Regions from separate parts of the Mus musculus genome. Here all the other regions are linked to region 3. The links are chromatin contacts, called in public HiChIP or PLAC-seq and promoter capture Hi-C maps. All regions are on one chromosome and are shown on one strand. The core of a region is the stretch at or near the end of the contact, and the rest is flanking DNA. Distances in the headings are between cores, read along the strand shown.

Evidence for each region. Promoter capture Hi-C pulls out the DNA fragments that hold promoters and counts their contacts. HiChIP or PLAC-seq counts read pairs in DNA pulled down with a chosen protein or histone mark.
Region 1: an HNF4G HiChIP or PLAC-seq map of pancreatic cancer cells shows a contact between it and region 3. The contact joins the promoter of Mnd1 here to the promoter of Sh3d19 in region 3. A contact is called at or near these places in 1 of 39 promoter capture datasets (liver) and 1 of 115 datasets of contacts at active chromatin or transcription factors (pancreatic cancer cells).
Region 2: a contact with region 3 is called in an H3K4me3 HiChIP or PLAC-seq map of embryonic forebrain, with 6 times the contacts expected there. The contact joins the enhancer-like site here to the promoter of Sh3d19 in region 3. A contact is called at or near these places in 3 of 39 promoter capture datasets (the C10 cell line, cranial neural crest and frontonasal cranial neural crest), 1 of 484 Hi-C or Micro-C datasets (cortical neurons), 4 of 115 datasets of contacts at active chromatin or transcription factors (SST interneurons, embryonic forebrain, extraembryonic endoderm stem cells and 1 more) and 2 of 9 other capture datasets (embryonic tail and embryonic trunk).
Region 4: a promoter capture Hi-C map of hippocampal neurons shows a contact between it and region 3, with 4 times the contacts expected there. The contact joins the promoter of Tigd4 here to the promoter of Sh3d19 in region 3. A contact is called at or near these places in 10 of 39 promoter capture datasets (the 3T3-L1 cell line, embryonic stem cells, frontonasal cranial neural crest and 4 more) and 3 of 115 datasets of contacts at active chromatin or transcription factors (astrocytes, extraembryonic endoderm stem cells and pancreatic cancer cells).
Region 5: a promoter capture Hi-C map of liver shows a contact between it and region 3, with 5 times the contacts expected there. The contact joins the promoter of Fhdc1 here to the promoter of Sh3d19 in region 3. A contact is called at or near these places in 3 of 39 promoter capture datasets (the C10 cell line, hippocampal neurons and liver).
Region 6: a promoter capture Hi-C map of liver shows a contact between it and region 3, with 3 times the contacts expected there. The contact joins the promoter of Cd1d1 here to the promoter of Sh3d19 in region 3.

What each region holds. Positions count from the first base shown.
Region 1 is chr3:84,154,475-84,157,174 of GRCm38.p6, reverse strand. Mnd1 (meiotic nuclear divisions 1) reads left to right here and starts at 1,389. Exons shown (of 8, transcript NM_029797.3): 1 at 1,389-1,513. The coding sequence starts at 1,511.
Region 2 is chr3:84,936,834-84,939,533 of GRCm38.p6, reverse strand. All of the region lies in intron 4 of Fbxw7 (F-box and WD-40 domain protein 7), which reads right to left. Among named protein-coding and RNA genes, the nearest start is that of Gm40080, 60 kb to the right of the region's middle. Within about 2 kb of position 1,298, at least 64 of the 459 cell types and tissues checked have an H3K27ac peak or open chromatin away from gene starts, as enhancers often do. A contact at or near this core is called in SST interneurons, cortical neurons and embryonic forebrain, where this site is marked.
Region 3 is chr3:85,969,818-85,972,623 of GRCm38.p6, reverse strand. Sh3d19 (SH3 domain protein D19) reads right to left here and starts at 1,506. Exons shown (of 22, transcript NM_001082414.3): 1 at 1,200-1,506.
Region 4 is chr3:84,592,262-84,594,961 of GRCm38.p6, reverse strand. Tigd4 (tigger transposable element derived 4) reads right to left here and starts at 1,388. Exons shown (of 1, transcript NM_207278.2): 1 at 1-1,388. The coding sequence starts at 1,184.
Region 5 is chr3:84,478,079-84,480,778 of GRCm38.p6, reverse strand. It overlaps Fhdc1 (FH2 domain containing 1), which reads left to right and starts at 1,288. Exons shown (of 12, transcript NM_001205355.1): 1 at 1,288-1,430.
Region 6 is chr3:86,998,079-87,000,861 of GRCm38.p6, reverse strand. It overlaps Cd1d1 (CD1d1 antigen), which reads left to right and starts at 1,533. Exons shown (of 6, transcript NM_007639.4): 1 at 1,533-1,670; 2 at 1,957-2,229; 3 at 2,512-2,783. The coding sequence starts at 1,610.

The sequences.
Region 1 (2,700 bases), core at 140-2,639, 1.8 Mb after region 3:
ACAGAAGCTCTAATTGGTTGACTTTTTGCTCAAGTATTTGACTGACTCTGTGCTTTGACCTCAGTCTTTAAAACACATAAATTATGTGCATAGATGAGCAACCAACCACACTTCACCATCACCTGGGAACTTTCAGTAAAGATTTCAGGTCTAATATAGGTTGACCAAAAAGAAAATGACTAAAATTGCTTGCATTTGTATAGTTGTTACTTGATTGGATAAACTTATTTTTATTGTAATAATAATAATAACATAGGAAGAGGAGGAGGGGGAAGGGAGAGAGAGAGAGAGAGAGAGAGAGAGAGAGAGAGAGAGAGAGAGAGAGAGAGAGAGACTTGCTGTCAGGAAGCCCTGTCCTGAAAACCTAGGATTGAAAAAAAAACTTAAAAAAGTAACTGTGATAAAGAGCAAATTAAGAACTCTAGAAAAGCGTTAATAAAGTGGATGTGATGAAAACTCTGTGTCACATAATTGACAGGAACATCTCTGCTATATGCCTGTTGTCAGGGTATGAGCATGGCAAGCAGGTTTGGATACATACTCACCCCCATCCCCGACTATTGCTCTCCTTTGTAAATGCTTTGGATGATTTTTGCTAATCACGTTTATCCTATCTTATAAAATAAAGGTTTTAGTGAAACTTTGAGAGACAGATTCACTAGTAGTTGCAAGAAATAATTTAGAAAGCTCCCACATACTCTTTATTAAGGTCTGACAGTCAGCAGCACTAGAATATTTACGTTTCATTTGTAATGCAGAACACCTGCACTACTCTGTACACTCTCACCGCTCTGTATCAGAGGACTTTTTAAGGCTAGAGGTTGGTGCTCGCCTTTAATCCCAGCATTTAGGGAGCAGCAGCAAGCAAATCACTGAGTTCGAGGCCAGCTTGGTTTACAGAGAGAGCTCCAGGGCAGCCAAGGCTACACGGAGAAACCTTGTCCCAAAAAAGCCAAATAATAAAATTAAATAAGACAAAAATAAAATAAAATAGAAAAAGAATTTCTTTTCTAAATGTACTCGTTTCTTGCAGCCAAAGCCCCATATTTTTTTTTTTAAGCTAAAAGAACACACTTAAAAGCGAAGACTCAAAAGTTGCCTTTTAAAAAGAAAACTAAAAGCTACATTGAACACTTAAGTAGTAAGCAACTCTGCAACCCCAGAGGCACGGGAAGGGAACAGAAGCCTTCCCTGCTCCAGCTCCCACGCCAGGCCCCAACTTTTCCTTTCTGCCTACAGGCTGCCCAACCCAGACTGGTCCATCTGGTCTCAGTCCGGCCCTGCCCATCTCAGGCTCCTCCCCTACTGGACCTGCCCATTATTTCAGGCCGCGCCCCTCACCGCCCTGCCCATCTTCTCAAGCCCCGCCCAGGCTCGGCTCCTCCCTCGGGTCCCGCAGTCCTACCAGGGCCGCCAGGGGTCGTTGCATCTCCCCTGCACTTCCTCCGGTCCTTCCCACCCCACGCGGTTGTTGGCGCCAGACTCAAACAGGGAGGCCGCCTCGCGCAGCATGGTAAGAGCGAGGCTCCGACGCGCGCACCTCTGGGCTTCGGGGCCGCGGCAGCAGGGGTTGTGCCTGGCCAGGCCTTGTGAGGTTGGCCCCGCGCCCACTGCTGCGCCCGAGCCCTGATGGCGGCCTGCGCCGCCCTGGTTCCGAACCGGAGCGTTCTAGAACCGAATCCAGAAGCCCCGCAAGTTGGACCGATCCGCGGCTCCCGACCGAGAACCCCAGGGCGCACGCGCTGCGGAGTTGGCCACTGAAGTGTTCAGTGCCCTTCGGTTCTCCTGGAATTAGAACCCGGGGCCTTTTACTTGCTTGGCACGGCGCTCCCCTTTTTCAGCTGCACCCCACCACTGTACTTAGTATGCTAACAGGAGCCGCCCAGATCACTCCGCCTTTAGATCATGGCAGTGACACCCCCACCCCACCCCGCACCCCCGCCTTTAAGGGCAGGGTAGGACGCCCCACCCCCCACCCCAGCCTCCCCCACCCCCCACCCCACCCTGCTCTCTGCGGGCCAATCCTGGTTTACTACCAATCGCCGTTGTCTATTCGGACTTAATGACTCTCTGCCCTTTGGATCGTTTTTTTTTTTCAACTACCTTCAAAGTTTTGTGTCATTCTTTCCACTTTTGGCGACAGAGTATCAACGAGTCGCTAGAGTGACCCCAGATTTTAATATCTTAATTTAGTTAATTTTGGTCGTCACACAGGGTGGACAAGGATCAGGTCGTTGGGCATTTATTTGAAAAAAAAAAAATTGCCCAGCTGTAATTATAACTGATAACGGCTTCTTTGTGGTTAAACTAACAGACGGGCCACCTGGGCATGCAATGGCCCAAGGAGCCCAGGACCAGATTCAAAACAACAGTGTTACCAGTGTTTGGTGTTATCATGTTTCTCTTTGTAGAATTTAAGTACCCGACTAAAAGGAACTAGGAATTATTGATGTGCCGGCCTCACCCTCTTATTTAACCCTCTTTATAGGGCAGTTGCCTACTGCCAAAGGGATTTAATGGCTCTTAACTCTTCACGCAGGTATTGCTATTAGTTTTATATATGAGCAGGAAAAAGTTCACTGTTAGTCTGGTCAAAGTTAAACTTTTGACCTCTTTCCGAATGTGAATTACTATTTCGATTTGGCTTGCTTTGGCAGGTAAACAATTACAAACGTAGGCCTGTAATCCCCAGATGGCTTT
Region 2 (2,700 bases), core at 49-2,548, 1.0 Mb after region 3:
GAAATTAGCTATGTATATTTTATATGTAATGTGTGTTTATATTATTTAATCTCCATTAACAAAATAAGAGTTCTATTTGTGGGCTGGTGAGGTGGCTCAGAGGTTAAGAGCACTGACTGCTCTCCTGGAGATCACGAGTTCAAATCCCAGCATCCACATGGTGGCTCACAGCCATCTGTAATGAGAAAAAAAAAAAAAAAAAAAAAAAACAACAACAACAACAAAAAATCAACCAAAAAAAAACCCAAAACCCATGGACCAGATTGAGCCGGAGCGGAGCAAGCAGGGCCCAGAGCGAGTGGATGCTGGATCAAGAGGGGTGGGGGGTGGGGGAATAAAAGAGTTCTATTTACATTAAAATTAAAGGGGATACTGTACATTTTACATACGACTGCACAGCTGTATTTTGCTTTAGCTGTTCTTTTTAATCATCTTGTAATATGATATATAAAAAACTACAGTTAATTAAAAGGGTCAAAAGGAGTGAGAAGCCACTGAAGAATTTTTTCTTGTTATTTTTCTTCAGTCGTGGTACACAGTCTTGGCTAGGCTGGTACTCACCAAGCAGCACAGAGTAGTAGCAAACTGTCTCAGCCTCCCAAGTCCTGATGCTACAGTTGTGTGCTCCCTCATCTGGCTAAAACTTTTTAAAAAGCAAGTGTTGGCAGTTATTTCAACTCAACCTCATATGTTTTTATGGGTATAAAAAATTAAGCACAAAATATTTTAACAAAAGACACACCCCTGTCCATACCATTTCTGTCTAACTTTACAATGATGTGTCACACACTTCAACTTAATCTTCAGAATGCTCAACACCAGACACAGTTTTCCAATTCTTCTGCCATTTGATCTTCTAATAGTTTAACATTATATAGCAAAACTGAGTGCTACTGTATTTTTTCAAAGCATATACTTTTGTATATAGCTTGAAATTTTTAATAACTTTAAAATTATGCCATCATAAAGTAATAAGAGAGACTAATTGATAAGATTAATGCTTCTTAGATCATGTCAGAGAAAGATAAAATATACTAAAATAAAGAAAAACTCATTAGATGTTTCTAGTTGTTGCTTGCCACTGGTTACATTTTTATTAATTAGGGCTCTGAAAAGGTCTGTTCTGCACAAAGCTGCACAACCTCGAAAGCTCTAAATTCATGACAATGACCTTGGACTTCCTCAGAATGATATTTAACGCGCACTGTCATTAGTAAAACCTGCTCAAACACATGCCCCATCTGCCAGCACCCCATCTGCAAAAGAGCTTCTTATTCTTGTAGCCAGTACAACTTCTGCCTGCTTCCTCCTCGTCTCCACACCAGCTGTATGGTAATGAGCGTGAGCAGCTGAGAAATACTGCATGGTAACAAAGCTAATATGAAAGCTTGCAGAACAACCCTTCCCCTCCGGGGAGCAGGCACAGCAGGAACATAGCTGATAAGCTATTAAACAGGGTGCAGACCTGAACAATGCTTCGCCCTGTGTGTGCAGGGCTTCATACCTATAAGCATGTTAAAGCATGGTTCCTATACGTCTAAAATGTAAAAGAATGAAGAAAGCAAGGTATAGCAAAGAACGGCCTAAATGTTTAAGTATATTTGCTAACAGATGAGAAAGCTGAGTTCTTCAAATGCTTTAGTGTCTCTCTCTACACAGTAATGAGGACCGCTTTGATCAGAACATTTTCAAAGATGTCATCAACTGTGTTCCACTTCTTAATTACCAAAGTTAAGGGGCTGAAAAAAGAGAAAGGGTTTCAGAATTTAAAATCATAAATGGAAGGGATTGACTAGAGACAGTGAAGCAAACGACAGAACACATGAACCAATAAACTCTTTTCAATTCTCATTTAGTACTTGTACAAATTCTACTTAATGGGATTCTAAGCCAACACACTTATTCTAAACATGTGGGAATCTGCAAACAAAATACAGAGATGTCACCTATCATTTTCTCATCGATATAGACATAATGGGGTTAATCTTTACACAGGGTAGTCACACTGAATGAATCTACATAATGTGAGTCGAACCAAGCCACATTAACTTTCTATAGGCAGGGATTATCAGTCATTCAGGAAACTAAAAAATAACTGACTATTCAAAATGGATGCTATGCATTTTCTCTCACAATTTAAAAAATATTCAAAACAATAATTCTAAAAATAGTAAGAATTATTACTATATCAGAAGTAAAAGTAAGATATACTGGTATTGAGAACTCATCTCGCTCTTTAGCCACATGGGCTTGAGGACGTGAGCTCTTGTTAGAGCCACACACACTTCCTATGGACTCTTTCGTTGCCACCACAGCAACCCTATGAGATAGTAGTAATCTCTCCATTTACTCAGCTGATTTACTAAGGCTCACTTAGTAAAGGAAAGAGTAAGAGCTCACGCCCAGGTTTGGACAGCACCACCATCCACATACTTAATCTCTCTGCTCTTCTGACATGAGCCAACAGTGAAGCCTGGGTTTGCTTTGTTCACTGTTGATTCTCAGTGTGTCAAGTAGTCCTCAGATCACAGGAAGAAAGCATCGAGAACAACAAATACATGGGAAACAACTGCTCAGTTCTCTCTCACTGAAGTCAGAAAAAAAAAAAACCTGCAAAAATCTATAACAAAGTTTGTAATAATCTCACTACTTAAATATTGAAAAATAGTATTTATCAATTGAAGAATCTTAAAGTAAGAC
Region 3 (2,806 bases), core at 257-2,756:
TGGTACTGAATTATTTACGCAGCAGTTAAGTGTTGTTTCAGTTAGGCTTACATTGAACAAAACTACCGATTATTATCACTTGGTGTTCATGGTAACAGTCAAGTGTCTTACTCTAAAAAAGGCCCCGTGGCAGGCAGGCAGGCAGGCATAAAGTTAATTTTAAGCTTCCGGAATGTCTTACTCGGAATACGCTTACCGACTTTTTTTTTTTTTTTTTTTTTTTGCTTTTATCCCATTTTCTGCCCTCCAATTCCACAGACCCAACTTTCTCCTGGTGGTCACACAGAGGAGCCTCTCCATGTTCCCTTTCTAAGAAGGCTCCAGTCTGGTGCCTGGATTTCCCATGACTCTTCCCAATCCCTTCACCTCTTTATGCATCTTCTAGGTTAATTCTTCCATCCAGTTTCAGATAACTGTGGTTAACCAGCTGGCCTAATAATTTCCTCTCCATTACGGTTACATTGAAAACCCACCCCAGGTAAAGGGAAGGAGGGTGGATCTACATTTAATTTTATACTTATGCACCAAGCTATTTGATTCGTGCTTCGTTGGTGTGTCCCAAAACAAGATCTTAAAGGTAACTAACTATAGGCCCCCAAATGACCTCCATCCAAAAGAATTCCCTTCTCCAATACTACATTGGGCACTCCCGGTTTACAACGGGGAGGGCAGTTGCAACAAATTAACTCTCCAGCAGAAAATCAGCGCTGTGGGGGAGGGAAGGAAGGGACTAGAGGTCCGAAGTTCACCGGCTGCTGAAACAAGACTTGATTCAGCATGGGCACGTGGTCTGACCAGGTTGGGGTGGCCCAGGCGAAACCGTAGGGATGGGTCGTGGTCCAGAGAGAGATAGACGTAGGGCATGGCCTCTGACTCACCTACAGATAAGTAATCACCCAGCCACAAGTACCAGCCGCCTTGGATTTAGTTTCCACGGAAATTTTGGAGTTTCGGCTCCAGGGCCACTAACAGGTAAAAGAGACCAATCTGAATTCTCTCAAAAAGGAGAAAAGGAGGCTAAGGATAGAAAGGCCACTGTCCCGCCCTCTCGCCATCAGGAGTTAAAGGTGTCAGTCCCCTCCAGGCAGCATCGAGAGCAGCTGCCGAGCTGGGCAGGGCATGAGTGGGCGCGGAGAACCCGGTCCTAGATGCTCCCAACCCCCCGTGCGCCCCTGGTCCCCGCGTCCCCCGCGTCTCACCTGCAGCCGAGTGGCCCGGGAGCGCGCGGCTCCGGGCGCGGCGCGGGCCCCCAAGCTCGCGGCGCTCTCGCAGCTCTTCCTCCTCGTCCTCCCGCCGCCGGCCCTCAGCCATGGGCGAGGCGCCGCCGCGCAGCCCAGGGACGGCGGGCGAGCTGCGGGCAGCGGATGGCCCTCGCCAGCGCGCTCGGCGGGGAAGGAGGGCTCCACCTGCAGCGCGGAGCTGGGGCGCGGGCTGGGCCGAGCTCCCCGCCTTCTGGGCACGCACCGGCGGCCTGCAGCTCCTCGGCAGCTCGCTTCCCGTCCGGTTCCCTTCCCCGCCCCACAGAGGTCCAGCCTGGGATCGGGCGGGCTCCCGACCGGCCTCGCCTCCTCGGGGAGGGGTTTCGGGCTGCTGAGGCCGCCCTCCAGCCGCACAAGCTGGAAACACCCCCACAACCCAAACAGACGTGCACAAAATAAATAAAGGGGTTGGGGAGTTGAGAGAGAGAGACAAGGAGGCTTGGCCTCTTCCTGCCCTTTCACAATATTCCAGAGTCAACAGGAAACCCATTCGCTTGACACTTAAACAAAAGGGGGAGGAACCGGTTCCTAGGCGAGTCTTGGAGAGATGCACAAACTGGGAGAGGCTGAACTTCACTTGGGGCACACCACCTAGAGTTGAGTCTAGACTCTAAGAGATCTCTGTCTCTCTGTCTCTGTCTCTCCTCTGTCTCTCTGTCTCTGTCTCTCTCTCTCTCTCACACACACACACACACACACACGTCTTAATTTGGCCTGAAACTCCTGATCATTCTGCCTCTTAAGTGGTGGAATTACAGTAGTATGCTACCATATCCGCCCCCCCCCCTTATATCACCCCTTAAAAAGTACCTCATTAGGGAATAGGTTTTTTGGTATTACTGTTTTCCTTTTTTGGTAGTCAAAGTACTCTGTGATACATGTCATAAATTAGTTCAAAGGCACAGAGTGTGCAACAGCAAGGATGAGCCCCATGTACGCTATGAACTTTGTGGGCGATAAAGATGCGCCTGGAGCAGGATTAAGTTTATTAGTTGTAACAAATGTGCCCCGATATGGAGGATGGTGGTGAGGAGGGAAGCTATGCATAAGGGGGTCAGGGAGAGCATTTGTACTTTCATTTCAGCTTTACCGAGAACACAATACTGGTCTAAACAGTACAGTCTAATTTCTTTTAAATACTAGGTAGGACTTGAGGTTGGGGGAGGGGGGTAGAACAGTTCCCCAGTTTGGGTGAAGCTTATCTCTGGCACTGTAAAAAATAAATACATAAACAAATGAATAAAGCCTCCCAGTATTCAGTTAATTGAGGGTTAGGAGAAGGCCACCATCCCTAGAAGTTCAGGGAGAAATGTGTTAAAGGAGTTCCATACCCAATGATTTGTAGAGAGGTGATTTGGCCAAGTGGTAGGAGAGCTGGCTCTGAAGTCAGAGGCTGTAATTTGAGGCACTTAACTGCGGGACCTACCCCCTGCACACTGCTCCAAAGCTGGAAAGAGCAATGTAACAAAAGTCATTGTACATACCTATCACACACAGCTAAAGTTCTGTAGGTGCACATACATAATTTCACACCGAGGGACAGATTC
Region 4 (2,700 bases), core at 139-2,638, 1.4 Mb after region 3:
GCAGCATCTGCATTGGCTGTGTCATTTTCTCCCTTTGGAGACCTGAATCCTGCTTCTTCATAGCTTTTAACAATAGTCTCTGGAGTTACAGCTCTCCAGCAGAGATGCAATGTATCAACTGCATCTAGAAGAGAAAATGTAAACTCTTTGCTACTTTCGACTGAACTTAAAAATTTCTTGATAAGACAATGCCGATATTTGATTTTAAGGCTTTTAATAACACCTTGATTCATAGCTGCAAACCCGGAAGACAAGCATGACGGGAAGAATGCCAACTCAATGGACTTTAGGTTTTTCACTTCCGGATGTGCGGGGCAAGAGTCAACAAAAATCACCACTCTTCGTTTCTGGGCTTGGAATTTCTCATCCAGCTTCTGCATCCACTGCTCGAATATGGCTGCGGTCATCCACGCCGTTCTGTTAGCTTCATAGTACACAGGCAATGATTTTATGCCCTTGAAACAACGCGGGGCTCGGTTTTTCCCGATGATCAGCAAAGGGAGCTTCTCAGAGCCATCCATATTTGTTCCGAGTGCCAGCGTTATCCTGTCTTTGCACAACTTTCCAACTGAGCATGTTTCCCCTTTGAATGCAAAAGTATTTGTAGGTAACATTCGATAAAGCAACCCAGTCTCTTTTACATTGAAAACATTTTTAGGATGATAATCATTTAAGTAATAAGGTAGCACATTTTGGTACCACACAGTGGAAGGGTCTATAGATATACCCGTGGCTTCTACGGGTTGTGCTCTGAATACTAAGCCATACCTGGACTTAAAACGATCCAGCCAACCATTGCTGCACTTAAAATCATTGTGTCCCAGCTTCTGGGCAAAATCATTAGCTTTTAGACGCAACATCGGGCCATTAACTGGAACGTTTAGACACTGAGCAATCCGATACCACCTCATCAATGCTTCTTCTAGATCCGTATAAAACGCTGTTCTCAGTCTTTTTCTCTTCGGATCAAATCTCAAAGACTCAAAGGCTTCTAGAACTTTGTCTTTGTTTTTCATAATGGAAGACAATGAATTTTTCTTTATGCCATATTCAGCTGCAATCTCTGCCTTTTTCTTGCCACTTTCCACTGCATTTATGATGTCAATCTTCTCCTCGATGGACAGGCTCTTCTTTTTCTTCACGGTTACGGGCTGAGTCCCGATATCCACAGAGGCTTCTGCCATCTCAGATGCGGCTTGTGCAGACCTTGGCTCTGAGCTCCTGGTGTAAGTTTCCGTAATCAAATTTGGTTTTCAGTAGGATACAGAGCAGGGCTTTCTACCTATCATTTCCTGTATTAAAGTTGGTAAGTACCAACAGTCTCATTCTCTAGGAAAACAACCACTAGATACATCTTTTCCAAAAGTCTGAAGAAAAATTCTATATGCGGTTAGAAGAGGCACCACCTTCTTAGGATCTTGTGTGGCTCAATTTATAGTTCTTCAGAGTTCCAGAAGTCAGGCTAAAATAGGAATGTCATTATGTCAAACCTGCCCAGTCCTGCTGGGGTATTTTTGGAGCTGCAATCCTTTAAGACGATTCATTTTATCCATGCATGTCTTGTACTAAATTCTCCACAGCAGGTTCAGAGATAAGAAACATTAAAAAATGTTCATGGAAAGATATCCCAGCTTAAGTTCTAGTTTCTTCAAGGGTACAGAATGAAAAAAAAAATGGCACACTCCTTCTACTTCTTGAAAATGCCAGGGGAAAAGGCAGAAGTTTAGCAATGTGGAAACTGGATACTGCCATGCTCAGAGCGACAATGAAAAGGAAGGGAAGAAGTTTCTGGAAATGTAGTAACCAAAGCTTCCAGACGGATGCTTGCTTCCCGAATGGCCTCGCCATTAAAAGCTCTGCTCTGTGGCTTGCATCCCCCGCTTGTGCTTTGCAATACATACTTCTAAAGTACATTGGACAAATTTAATCTGCTTTGAAAATTGTTTGTGCATGCCAAAACTAAAGAACTAAAAATGATCCTGGATAGATTCTTGGTGGCTATTTTCTACATGAGGTCACAGACTGTACCCTCTGGCTCTACAAGAAAAAAAATAACTACAGACTGCAGTCATGAGCTCAATTTTTAATAGCACATGGGAGACGGTCTTCTTCATAGGAGTCTGCTAGAAATACTTCATTGAAATACTCAATTCAGGTGATGACTATATTCCATTAAAACGTCTAAACCCTATGCTCCCTCAAAGCTAAATAAAATCCAATAATTTTTACATCAGTTTAGTATAGTCTATGAATATAAACAGGTCAGTGTTGAGAACATGCTTCATAATAAACACGTTGTTAAGGAATATAATGTAGAAAATTATCTAGACTAAAATAAGAGAGTAGAGTGATCATGTTTCTTACCCTTTCAGGCCCTCTATGTTGGTTTGTCTATGTGTGGAAAAGTGACTTGCCATAGTATGGATCTTGAGAAGTGACCACTGTTAGAACTTAAGTGGTCCTGGGTCTTAACCATTAAAGCCTCGGCCGCTTTACCTGTAAAAGGGGAGAAACCACAGGACTGACTTCATACTGCTGCTGTGTACTTAGTAAGGCTCAGTGAATTTCCTAAGAGGCACTCAGAATAGCTTCTCTCTCTCTCTCTCTCTCTCTCTCTCTCTCTCTCTCTCTCTCTCTCTCTCTCTCCCTCCCTCCCTCTCTTTCTCCCTCCCTCTCTCCCTCTCTCCCTCCTCCTCTCTG
Region 5 (2,700 bases), core at 39-2,538, 1.5 Mb after region 3:
GGCGCCTCCCACTTCGCTCCATTAGGACACCAAGGCTCATCTTTTCCCTGCAGCAATTTCCATCGTCCTCTGTGGTTGCCCGCCCAGCCCCGAGCTGGTCTTCAGGTGCCAGGAGCAGCGTGCTGGGCGGCGGCTTTCGAGTCTCGGGAGCCCGGAGCTGGCGAGGGCGAGCTCAGTGGCGGTGCTGTTCGGGTTGAAGGGGGAGCGAGGGAAGCAGCAGAGCAGGAAAGGGCGTGCTGTCCTTTGCGGCCGGCTGGAGGAGCAGCCGGGTAGGCAGCATTGTTACCTGCAGCGGCCCCGCCCCTCCGCACCGCCCTGCCCCCTCACCGTCCCCGGCCTGCAGTCCTGCGGAGAGACGGCGGCGCCGGGACAGCGGGCGGAGGCTGCGCGGGCGCCGGGAGCGGGGGCGCGGTGAGTGCGGGACGACGGGAGCTAGGGCCCGGGCTGCCAGGCTGGGTTCGGGATGCTGGGCTGAGCAGCGGCGCGGGGAGGATGCGGTGAAGCGCGAGCTCTGTTCCGGATTCCGGGGACCTGATCCTGGAGCGCAGGCCCTGTGCCCCGAGGCGCATATGCGCCCGACTGGCTCGGCATCGGACCCTGAGCTCGGTGTAGCGCTGTCCGCGGGTGGGACCTCGGAGGTTTGATTAGCTTTCGTGGCACTTATGCGGGTCGCGCAGGTCACAGAAGTCCCTTTTAGCGAGGACTCGCTCCTGCTATAGTGATGTGGGGGTAGACTTCCAATGACTGCACACCTCCCTGGAAGTTCACCTCCGAAGTGGCGTCGGCGCTTGTGGAGTGGCGGGTTGGCAGTCACCCATGGTCCCCGAGCGTGACGGTTCCCCAGCCCCAGAGACTCCTTTTTGCGTTTCTGTCGCGGGTTCATTCCCCCTCTCTCGGTGCAAAACCGCAGTGCGGCCGAGAGCCCTTCTCCCAGGAGCCCACGCTGGGGACTACACGGTATCGCCGCAGCGGTGGTCCAAGCGGCTGGCGGCCACTGTTCCGTGAACCACGAGCTCCATAGAGAGCTGGGACCCCGGTTTGGGCGGGGAAGCTTGGACAGGACGAGCCACCCCCGGTCGGATAGGCACAGAAGAAGCCCCAGGGGTTTCGCGGCTGGCCTCCATGGCCTCTGAGATGGTCCGAGACTGGAGAGTGCGGGGCACTCATGGAAGCTGAGAGTCCATCCTTTCCCGGGAGGGTTGTCCCTACTGTCCCTGCTAGGGATCCTGCGTGGCGCGTGTGGGCGTCTCTTCGCCGCGGACGCGCGCCTTCCCGGCCCAGATAAGGCGGCCTCTGAGCTAGTGCGGGGACCGCCCATTCGAAGCTCGTCTGCTGTCCCGGGATCCTGGGCTGCGCAGCTGCGGGACGCTGGTAGCCTCGGGGGGCTTGGGCTAAGCGCCTCGGGAGCCGGCGGAGCCAAGGGCCTTTTGGTGAGTGGATTCGCCAAAGCGAGGGGCTAGAGACCGAAAGAGGTAGTGGGCAAGACTTGGGACTTCGTCCATCCTGACTGGAAAGAAATCTTTCTGGGTGCTCCCTCCCTCCCCTGTTCCGGGCGAGTTTCATAAAGACCTGGAGCTAGTGTTTAAAGAAATTCTACTTTGAGTTGGACACCCTGCGAGCACCCTCTTTAGTCCCCGTTGTCTTCCTGGAGCTTCTGTCTCTCCGAGAGCATCCTTCGGCTCTCCTGGGCCTATTCTTCCTGGTTTGGGAACTAGGGGAGAAGAGACTGGAAATGTGCTATCAGAAACAGGCAGCTGTGAATGTTTGTTTATGTGACGTGACAGATTAAACCTGCCGTCGTGGGTACTCTAGGCCGGCTGAAGGGCCAGGTAAGACTGCTGCTCGCAAACTGACTGTATTTCTTGATCAAGAAAGGGTTTGAAAAGACAGGTCGAGGTGGAGAGATGTTCCTTAAGGAGTGAGTAGAGAGAAGAGAATAGTATTAACGAAAGGCGGGAACTTCCCCCAGCCCTCTCTCTCTTTTCCCAACTAAGAATACTGTGTATGTAGCTTAGCCTCTTCCTCAGTTCCTCAGGTGGACGGGCTGCACTCCCAGCTCAGGCTCATCTGTGACACATGTCAAGAGGCAAGAGGAAAGCCATCTGGCTCTGTGTCACTTTTTATTACTGTTGAACAGAGCGTGCAGACCCTCCTTTGAGAAAGCTCTGGTTAGAGCTAGGGGCCACACAGCTCTTCCAGGAACCCTTAGGAATGGTCTTATTCTAACCCTGTGTGCTGGCTGATCATACGCTGAAGGTTAAGTTCTTGATCATAGCATCCCTCACTGAAATTGGAGTTAAAAGATGCTGAGCTGAGCAGCAGAGCAGCATCCCCAGCGGGAGGGACAGTAACCCCACCTCTGATGACCGGTGGTGGTTATCACTCAGCAGACTTGAAGATGGGTTCTGTCATCAGAAAGCCTATTGGTGACAGCTCTGCATTTAACGGCCTCCTCGCTGTAGGGGAGACGTTAAATACAAGCCTGCCTGTGTTTGTCTTAGGGAGATTGATGGGATAGTTGAAGGTTCCCAGACAGAATCGGGGCTGATTCCATTGTCTCTGCTGCCAACTGCCAACTGTGAGAGGCAGGGGACCATGTCATGTGTCGGGGTGTTTGCATCACCTGCATTTCTCTCGGTGTCTTTGAGATTGTGTGGAGTCATCTCTATTATGGAAAGTATGGTAGAATTATTTTTTTTT
Region 6 (2,783 bases), core at 284-2,783, 1.0 Mb before region 3:
TGTGATTCTCGCGTTCTGACAAGCCTCCAGCTGGGACAGCGAAGGGGTCAAACTAACATTTCTGTAATGACAAGGCCTATGTGTTAGGAAGAAAGGCCAACAAAGATAGCTGCCGCCCAGTGTGTGGAGATGGGCTGGCTAGCTTTCCAGTCTTTATTCACACTGTCTGGGAAGCTTGAGGAGGCTCTCTGAGAAAATTACATTGGAGTTTGAAGTCTGAGTGGACACTAGGCAGGCGCTTGGAGGTCAGAGGTCCCCAAGGGGTCTATTTGTGCAGAGATCTGAGGAAGAAGCTGTATCTAAGGGACGAAAGCATGTGAGACTTAGAGTAGGGTCCCAAACGATGCTCCAAGGCAAGCCAGAGCATGGGCAGAATGATCCTAGAGGCTATACCGATCAATGATGGGGTTTTTTCCTACCTCGTGGAAGGTATTTCATATAGTTGAAGCAGAAGGTTGCGGTTATGTTAAGGGTAGAGACATAGAGAAGAGGCCTACTTAGGAGACAAGGCAAAAAGACAGAGCAAAGCATACAACGGGGTGACTAAAAAGGAACGAGGAAGATGGTATCAGGATGCTTGCTGCAGGAGTACGATTTACCAAGGATGACTTCTCCTTTCTCACAGTAACTGAAATTTTGAGCAACTGTTTTTGTCACTACTTGTTTTAAGCGTGAGAAGTTGGGAATGGCCCTACAAACTCACAGGCGCGCCCTGTAATCTTACCTCTGTTCTCAAAAACAAGAGGTTCGGTATTTGCGAGTGAGTGGGAAAGACATCTGTCTGCAGGTGTATGGCCCGTGTTTTCGCTGTGCTGAAGCGCTTCGAGGGGGCACATCTCGTCACTTTTGGCTTTTCCTCACATCAGACTGACACAAGTCTTCGATTTTCGCAAATCATGACAGTACAATATACAGAACAAAATAAAAACTAAAAATAAAATATGCCTGTACTCTCCCAAAATGGAGTCGGGGACAGCCAGAGGGCAGGTAAGGCAAGGGAGAAAAGAAACCAGGGTAAGGGGAAAAAGAATCTGACATGGGAAACTGTGGGCATACGAAAGCTATGAAGGAACTTAACCCGCCTAGTCCTATCCTCTCAATGAACCACTAGAAGAATCACATCTATTATTATCATTATCATTATTTTAATGTGATATTTATAGATATCTGGGAGGATCCAAACTTGTAAATGGAGCACCTGCAGACAGCCCCTGCTAGCTAGACCAAAACGTCCCTTCTATTTTTCCCCTTGCATTTTTAATACCATCGGAGTTGTAACCGAAATACAATTTTGTCTTGCTTTCGATATTGAGACGATAGTCTCAACCTCATTCTTTAGTATAACGGAAAGACATTTTTGTTGTTGTTGTTTTGTTTTGTTTTGTTTTGTTTAAAAGTGGTTTGCGTAGCGGTTCTGAGTAAAGCTGCACTCCAACCCTCAACTACCAGGGGGTTTGGCTTTGTCAAAGAGTAATTTACCAATCGTGCCTGCGCGTCCTTCCGGGTTTTGCTGGCTCTGCACCAAAAACCCCAGAGCCTTTGTGTACCAGTCCGGGAGCAGAGTAAAGCGCAGAAGTCGGAGCCGAGGGCTGTGTAGAACTCTGGCGCTATGCGGTACCTACCATGGCTGTTGCTGTGGGCATTCCTACAGGTCTGGGGACAATCTGAAGGTGAGTGAGTAAAAGCGCACACAATCTAGAGAAGGGAGGAAGGGAGGGAGAAAGAGGCTGGCTACAAGCTCTGTGCAGTAGTGGGCGGGTGGAGGTGGGCTTCCCGGCTTGCAACAACAGTGGGAGGAGCAATGTATGGCTGCGGCTCAGGGCTTAGCTCAGTTCAGAACTACACTGAGCCTGCCTTTCCTTCCGCAAGCGCAGCTAAAGCTGAGCTTTTTCCTACTGCAGTCTGTCCTCAGACTGAGCCCACTCGCTAAGTTCTTTCCTTTTCCTTTGTTTCCAGCCCAGCAAAAGAATTACACCTTCCGCTGCCTGCAGATGTCTTCCTTTGCAAACAGAAGCTGGTCCCGCACAGACAGCGTGGTCTGGCTGGGGGATCTGCAGACTCACCGTTGGAGTAATGACTCAGCCACCATCAGCTTCACGAAGCCATGGTCCCAGGGCAAGTTGAGTAACCAGCAGTGGGAGAAGTTGCAGCATATGTTTCAAGTCTATCGAGTCAGCTTTACCAGGGACATACAGGAATTAGTCAAAATGATGTCACCTAAAGAAGACTGTGAGTGGAGGGGTTGGAACCCTGAACCCAGTGGGCAGGAGTGATCCAGACCCCAGCTGGATAACTGTGGGCATCGGGCATAGCTTCTCTTCTCTGTCCACCCTTATGGTTTTACTTCTGTCTAAAAGTAACCCTTGTCCCTTCTAAAAATAGCCCATTTCTGCTCTAGGGCACCATGATCATTTTCCTCAACTGGCACTTAACGATAATCTTCATACCAATTCCTTTCTTCCAAATCCCTTAATCATGAACTCTTTGGTCTCTGCCTACTCCTCCTTACAGATCCCATTGAGATCCAGCTGTCTGCGGGCTGTGAAATGTACCCTGGGAATGCTTCGGAAAGCTTTTTACACGTAGCATTTCAAGGAAAATATGTCGTGAGATTCTGGGGAACGTCCTGGCAGACAGTCCCAGGGGCCCCATCTTGGTTAGACTTGCCCATCAAAGTGCTCAACGCTGATCAAGGGACAAGTGCAACCGTGCAGATGCTCCTGAATGACACCTGCCCCCTATTTGTCCGTGGTCTCCTAGAGGCAGGGAAGTCAGACCTAGAG